Linked DNA regions of Hordeum vulgare: region 2 is linked to region 1. Evidence: chromatin contacts called from public Hi-C data. All regions are on one chromosome and are shown on one strand. The core of a region is the stretch at or near the end of the contact, and the rest is flanking DNA. Distances in the headings are between cores, read along the strand shown.

Region 1 (2,700 bases), core at 88-2,587:
AAACCTCATTAAATATTCTAAACCCAAAGTATCCACTCTGACCACCTCGATTCTCAATATCTCTAAGCCCCGCCACCTCCGATGATCTTCCGATGCTACCGAGCACTTAGGGTTACCGCTTCATATAGCTTAAACCCAACATTGGGCGTGGCTACATCTAAGTCGACTGGCTTTTATATTGGGGCGAGTCGATTATTCTGGAGCATTTGATGAATATCGTGCGACGCCTGACCTTTCTTCTTACTCATGTCTTCTTCCTTAGTTATCATTCTTCTCACACAACCGTACGGGCCGTCGGCCGAACCGCGTGTGACCACCACCCACGGCCTGCGGCGTTCCTGCGTAATATCGCCGCCTCGCCCTCCTCGAAAACGCCCCCATCGACGGTCTTGCCGTCACCCTGACCATCCCTCCAGCCTCAGCGTCGATGAATATTTTCTTTGGCAAAGTTGCACCACCGTCGTTCTTTCGCCTCCACCCCCACCTAAGATAGACAATGGGGGTAAATCTTTAGCGAGCCCATTCATTATTTTTCCTTCTCCTTCAAACTGATCACAATAACTAAAATTAGTCGACTGACATTTAGCTATTGTGCCCAACGTTCCATAGCATCAAAAGTGCACACTTTTTCGTTCCGGTAATATCGAGCTTATCTGATGGGAAACGTTTTCATACGGCGCGTCGGCCGAACCGACGCGCCGGTCGCTCCCTCGCGCGCGCGGGTCATGCAACATTTTTCGCACGCGCGCGCTTCGCTGGTCAGTGGATGCAACATTTTTCGTCTAAATTTGTTGCAACCAACGTCATATTTGCTGCAAGTGTTTTTTTGCTACATTTGTCTAATAAAAAAGCTGCATATACGTTTGGTTTCAACTCCAGTTCGTCCGATTTTTCGTTACAATCGATGTTTTTTACTTTTGCTATAACCGTGTTAATTTTTGCTGCAACCGACATCATTTTTTGATGCAACCGTTTACTAAAAAAGTTGCATACACGTTCACGTAGATATTTGTTACAACCGACGTTTGACTTTTGCTGTCACGCACCATCAGCTTCCTTTTTTTGCTACGATCACGTAGATATTTTTTGCTACAATTTTTGTTTTTTGTTGCAACAGTTGAAAATTTGCTGCATCGCGACGAATTTTGTTGCATTGGAAGAAAAAATGTTGCATGAAGATGAACGGTGCGAACGCGCCAGGTTGATGGATGGCGCGCAGGGAAGAGCACTGCCCTTATCTGATTGAAACAACAAAAAACGTGGTACACGTAGAAGGGTGATCCAGTCCACAGATTTCAGATCCAACGGTATAATCCCGAGTTCCCATGTTTCGACCTAGTACCGGTTTCCTTCCACGGAGTACGGATTTCAGTCCCCAACGAGAGCAGCGACAGCGACAGTCCATTCGCCGAATTCGTGCGATCCCCGGCGGAATCTGACGCGACGGCGCGTAGGTCTGCTCGATTTGGGGTTAAACCTGGCCAGGAATCGGTGGGCGGAGCGAATGACGGTACCGGAGGCGGTGGCACTAGACATACCGGCCGAGGAGGGTTCGCCGGTGGCCAGGGTGCCGCGGCGGATCAGGAGGAGGCTCCTCCAGGCGAGTGAGTCAAGCGCCGACGCGCCGGCAACGGCCGAAGAGATCGAGGCCAAGCTCCGCGACGCCCAACTCCGGAGGCAGGTTGGTACCCTCCACCCCATTTTTTTTCCCCGCTGCGTGCTTCATTATTCCGCGTTCATGGTTTGAGTACGACTTCGAAGTGGAGATTTAGCTAGCACGTTTATGCGGTATAAAAATTCGAGTACTCAGTGCCCGGTGAATCCCTGAACCCTTTCCTTGTGCAGAGGAAAATGGCATTTGACTATCAGACCCATTTGCAATCGAGGCATTCTTCTCATGTTGAGCATCAGACTCCATTGCATTTTCTGACCTTTCATGCCTAATATCTATTGATTTTGCACGAGTGATGCGATCTTTTGCTGTTGAGGGATGTGCAGGCTGATATCCTGCAGGAGATCCAAGGAATAGTTACGCTCCAGCCAATCATAGTAATTGGGCGAAACAGAGTTTACGTATTAATAAAGTCAAACAACAGTATGGAAGTATGCTGAGTACATGCTTGAGATCTGAGTACAATCCAAAAGAAACAGACGCCGAAAACGATAGATCAGAAAGAAAAGCTGATTGCTCCTTAGTGGTGCTGTGGCCACATGCAATTCCCTAAGTGCTCCCATCACCAAGTCCAGCATGCTCTTGTTCCTCTGCTTGGCGGCAGCCCTCCAAATCCGAAGAAAGATGATTGTTCTGAAGATGCAGTCAACATGATGTTTCGGCAACCCACATTCAGTGGTTAATTTGTTTCTAATATTCCATAGAGCCTAACATTAATTCCTTCGCAAAATAAAACCAAAGAATACCTCTAGGGTGACCGAGAAACCCTTGAGGGACAGCAAAGAAATCCGTAAAGTTAGCCAGATCCCAGCCACACCCAAGTAACTGGCAGACGCCACTCCACATGAAATGTGCAAGGTGACAAGCGAAGAAGATATGCGGCACATTTTACTCCTCACCACACAATGCACAGGACGACCGTGATACTTCAGGATTTGGTCATTAGAAGGAACACGACCTCTGGCAAGTTGCCAAGTGAAACTCTTGATCTTTAAAGACAGATCAACGCTCCACATATCCTTGAAGTG
Region 2 (2,700 bases), core at 5-2,504, 450 kb after region 1:
GTTTGAAACTTTTTCCATATACGGTTGAAGCTTTTCTATCAACGTTTGCAACTTTCCCTCGTTGAATTTTTTGGTTGAAGCTGTTTTTTTTAACGGTTGAAGCTTTTCTATACACGGTTGAAACTTTTTTTCCAGCGTTTGCAACACAGGGGGTGAGGTGCGACCGACAAGGTGAAGACCGACGGGCATGAGCAGCGGCGGGGGCAGCGAATGGTGGGCGAGCTGAGTCCCGGAGCGCGGGGCGGCGAGTGGTCTGGACGAGCTGAGTCGCGGAGCTGCATCCATGGTGCTTCGACCGGCGGCTGAGGCGGCGACCGACGGTGAGGGCGACCAGCGATGAGGAGGCGAGGCGAGGCGGTCGGCGCGTGCTGGGGCGTCGGCGCGTGCGAGGCGGGCCTCTTCCTTTTCCCGTGCGCGTGCTGAAGGTTGGGAAAGATAGAATCCGATGGTTCGGAAGGGACAGATCTGACGGCTGCAGGACGACCGGCCCAACAGTTGGGTCGGCGTGCAGGCGCAAAGTGCTTCCCTTTTAGAATTAACTAGCAAAAGGGCCCATGCGTTGCAACGGGAGAAAAAAATATCACACGACACACGCTCTTAATTTATAAAAAATGTCTATAATTTGAGAATTTATAGTTACGATACAAATAAAGATGGTCTTATCCTACAAAAATGCAGTTTAAAATTTCACAGGTCTTCTATTTTAACACGGCTTGCATGTAGATTTAATACGTACAAAGAATCAGTCAAGTGACCTTCAGTTTCATCTCTAATCCTGATTTTGTTGACGTGTTCATTCCCAACCCGGATGAGTACCGGTATGAAAGAAAGACGAATAGTGACTTCTTTATTAAGATTGCACCCTAGATAGTATTTTTATTAAACGTTTAACAGATAAAATAATATCATATTTAAATTATACATATTTTTCTAATCAAATTCCATGTATAATATGTTAAATTTGGAGTTACGGTTTAAAAGATATGAGTATTTAAAAAAATATTTAATATATACTACGAGTTTAATGTCATAAACAGTAATGATTTTTTTTTGTAAAATCAACTCGGTGTGTTTTAGGTGAAGATAAGCTGATCAACTTTACTCGGTGTCCGTTTCGATTAGAAACTCGTGTTGTACACGCACGTCGCAATCGGCGCGTAGGCAGCGCAGGCATCATCCGCTCCCTGGCTGCACCTTATCCGCCTCGATGTCCTCATCCAAAACCGAGTGCGGGTCCCCGCGGCCGTCGCCCACCGTGTCCTCCTATACCTTCTCCCCCCTCGCTCGCGCGCGCCCGACAACGCAGCCAAAAAGAACTCGTTCCAAATCTCCAGCCTCCGTCCCACAATCCGCACCCGGCGACAATCCCCACGCCAGCGATCCCCGCGCCGCCTTCCTCGCGCCGCCGCGGATCCAACGAGGTAATTCACGGCGCGCCACCGCCCCCTCCATCTCCCCCACCCCCTTCCCCGCGACCGCTTCTCTCGCGGCCTCCGTCTCTCTCTGACTCTCCCTCCCCCCCTCCCGTGGATCTCGATCCGGATTGCCTCCCGACGGACCGCGAGGCTCCCGTGGTCTCTTGGCGTCCCGCCGCCGTCGTCGCTGGCTCCCGTCCGCCACGGATTAGGCAGGTGCGCTTCTTAAGAGAGTCGGCGTCTGCCTGGTCGGCTCGAGCATTGCAGCCTTCACAGCGAGCTGGATTCCTGGCCTGGATAGTTATTACTAGATGTGAGCGCGCCTGGATTTGCCTGCATTGGGCGTCGTCAGGTGTCCTGTCTCCTCTCCTGTCGAATACCTCGAGTAATTATCTTCCAGATCTGCCTCGATTAGGTCCGTTTCCTTTGGCAGAGATGCTGCTTTTAGTTGATGTGTAGGTGTCTGTGATGTGACTGTTGTCCTTGAATCTCAATGTCTGATGCCATGATGCTGCATTGCTCCGGCGAATCCCTTCCATACTTGTTTTCCTAGTGGGCTATGCTTTATATCCAAAAATTTAAGCTACTAGCGGGCTTGCTTCAATTTATTCTTGCTTTAAGTTACCGCTGGAAACCATTCCCTTGCTTTTAATTGTTAATAATGTTCCTGTTATGTAATATATGCTGACTTGGACAATTGTTAAAATGTTTTGGCGCAGGCATTTGTCGGTGTTTCTGGTTGTAATTTGTGGTCAAGTGGAGTAATCAACTTTAATCAGACATTCTTGAATATGGTATCCGTGAATGTTGGGTTAGTACATTATGTATTGGACCATATATATGGGACTCTCCTTCATCGCACGAAATTAGGAACACCATTTTTCTCAAAGGGATGGGGAGGTACCAAACTTGATTTGTTAGAGAGGATGGTGAAGCAGCTTTTCCCGGAAGCGCCTTGCCAGAGCTGGCCACCAACTGCTGTGCAGCCTAAATGGAAAACAGTTTGGGAGACAAAGAACTCTTGTCTGCGAGAGGGTGTTTTCCGGACAACATGTGATGAGAGACTAATTGATGCATTGCCTCCTGAGAGTCACAATGCAAGAGTTGCTTTTCTTACGCCCAAGGATGTCTCACCAGAGAAGATGGCTTGCGTGGTCCATTTGGCAGGTACAAAATTTGTATCTCGATCTTACTCTATCTTGGTGTACCATTATCATCTTCGTCTTTGAATTAATGTTGGGTGGGATCCATAAACCGATGTATATATGTAGTCATACCATATGCA

The links. A called contact is a pair of places that touch in the nucleus more often than the background predicts.
Region 2: a contact with region 1 is called in a Hi-C map of seedling, with 3 times the contacts expected there. The contact joins the promoter of LOC123402030 here to the promoter of LOC123406337 in region 1. A contact is called at or near these places in 2 of 6 Hi-C or Micro-C datasets (leaf and seedling).

What each region holds. Positions count from the first base shown.
Region 1 is chr6H:148,960,236-148,962,935 of MorexV3_pseudomolecules_assembly, forward strand. LOC123406337 reads left to right here and starts at 1,338. Exons shown (of 10, transcript XM_045099833.1): 1 at 1,338-1,681. The coding sequence starts at 1,505.
Region 2 is chr6H:149,414,074-149,416,773 of MorexV3_pseudomolecules_assembly, forward strand. LOC123402030 (protein ABHD18) reads left to right here and starts at 1,255. Exons shown (of 6, transcript XM_045095887.1): 1 at 1,255-1,421; 2 at 2,135-2,582. The coding sequence starts at 2,207.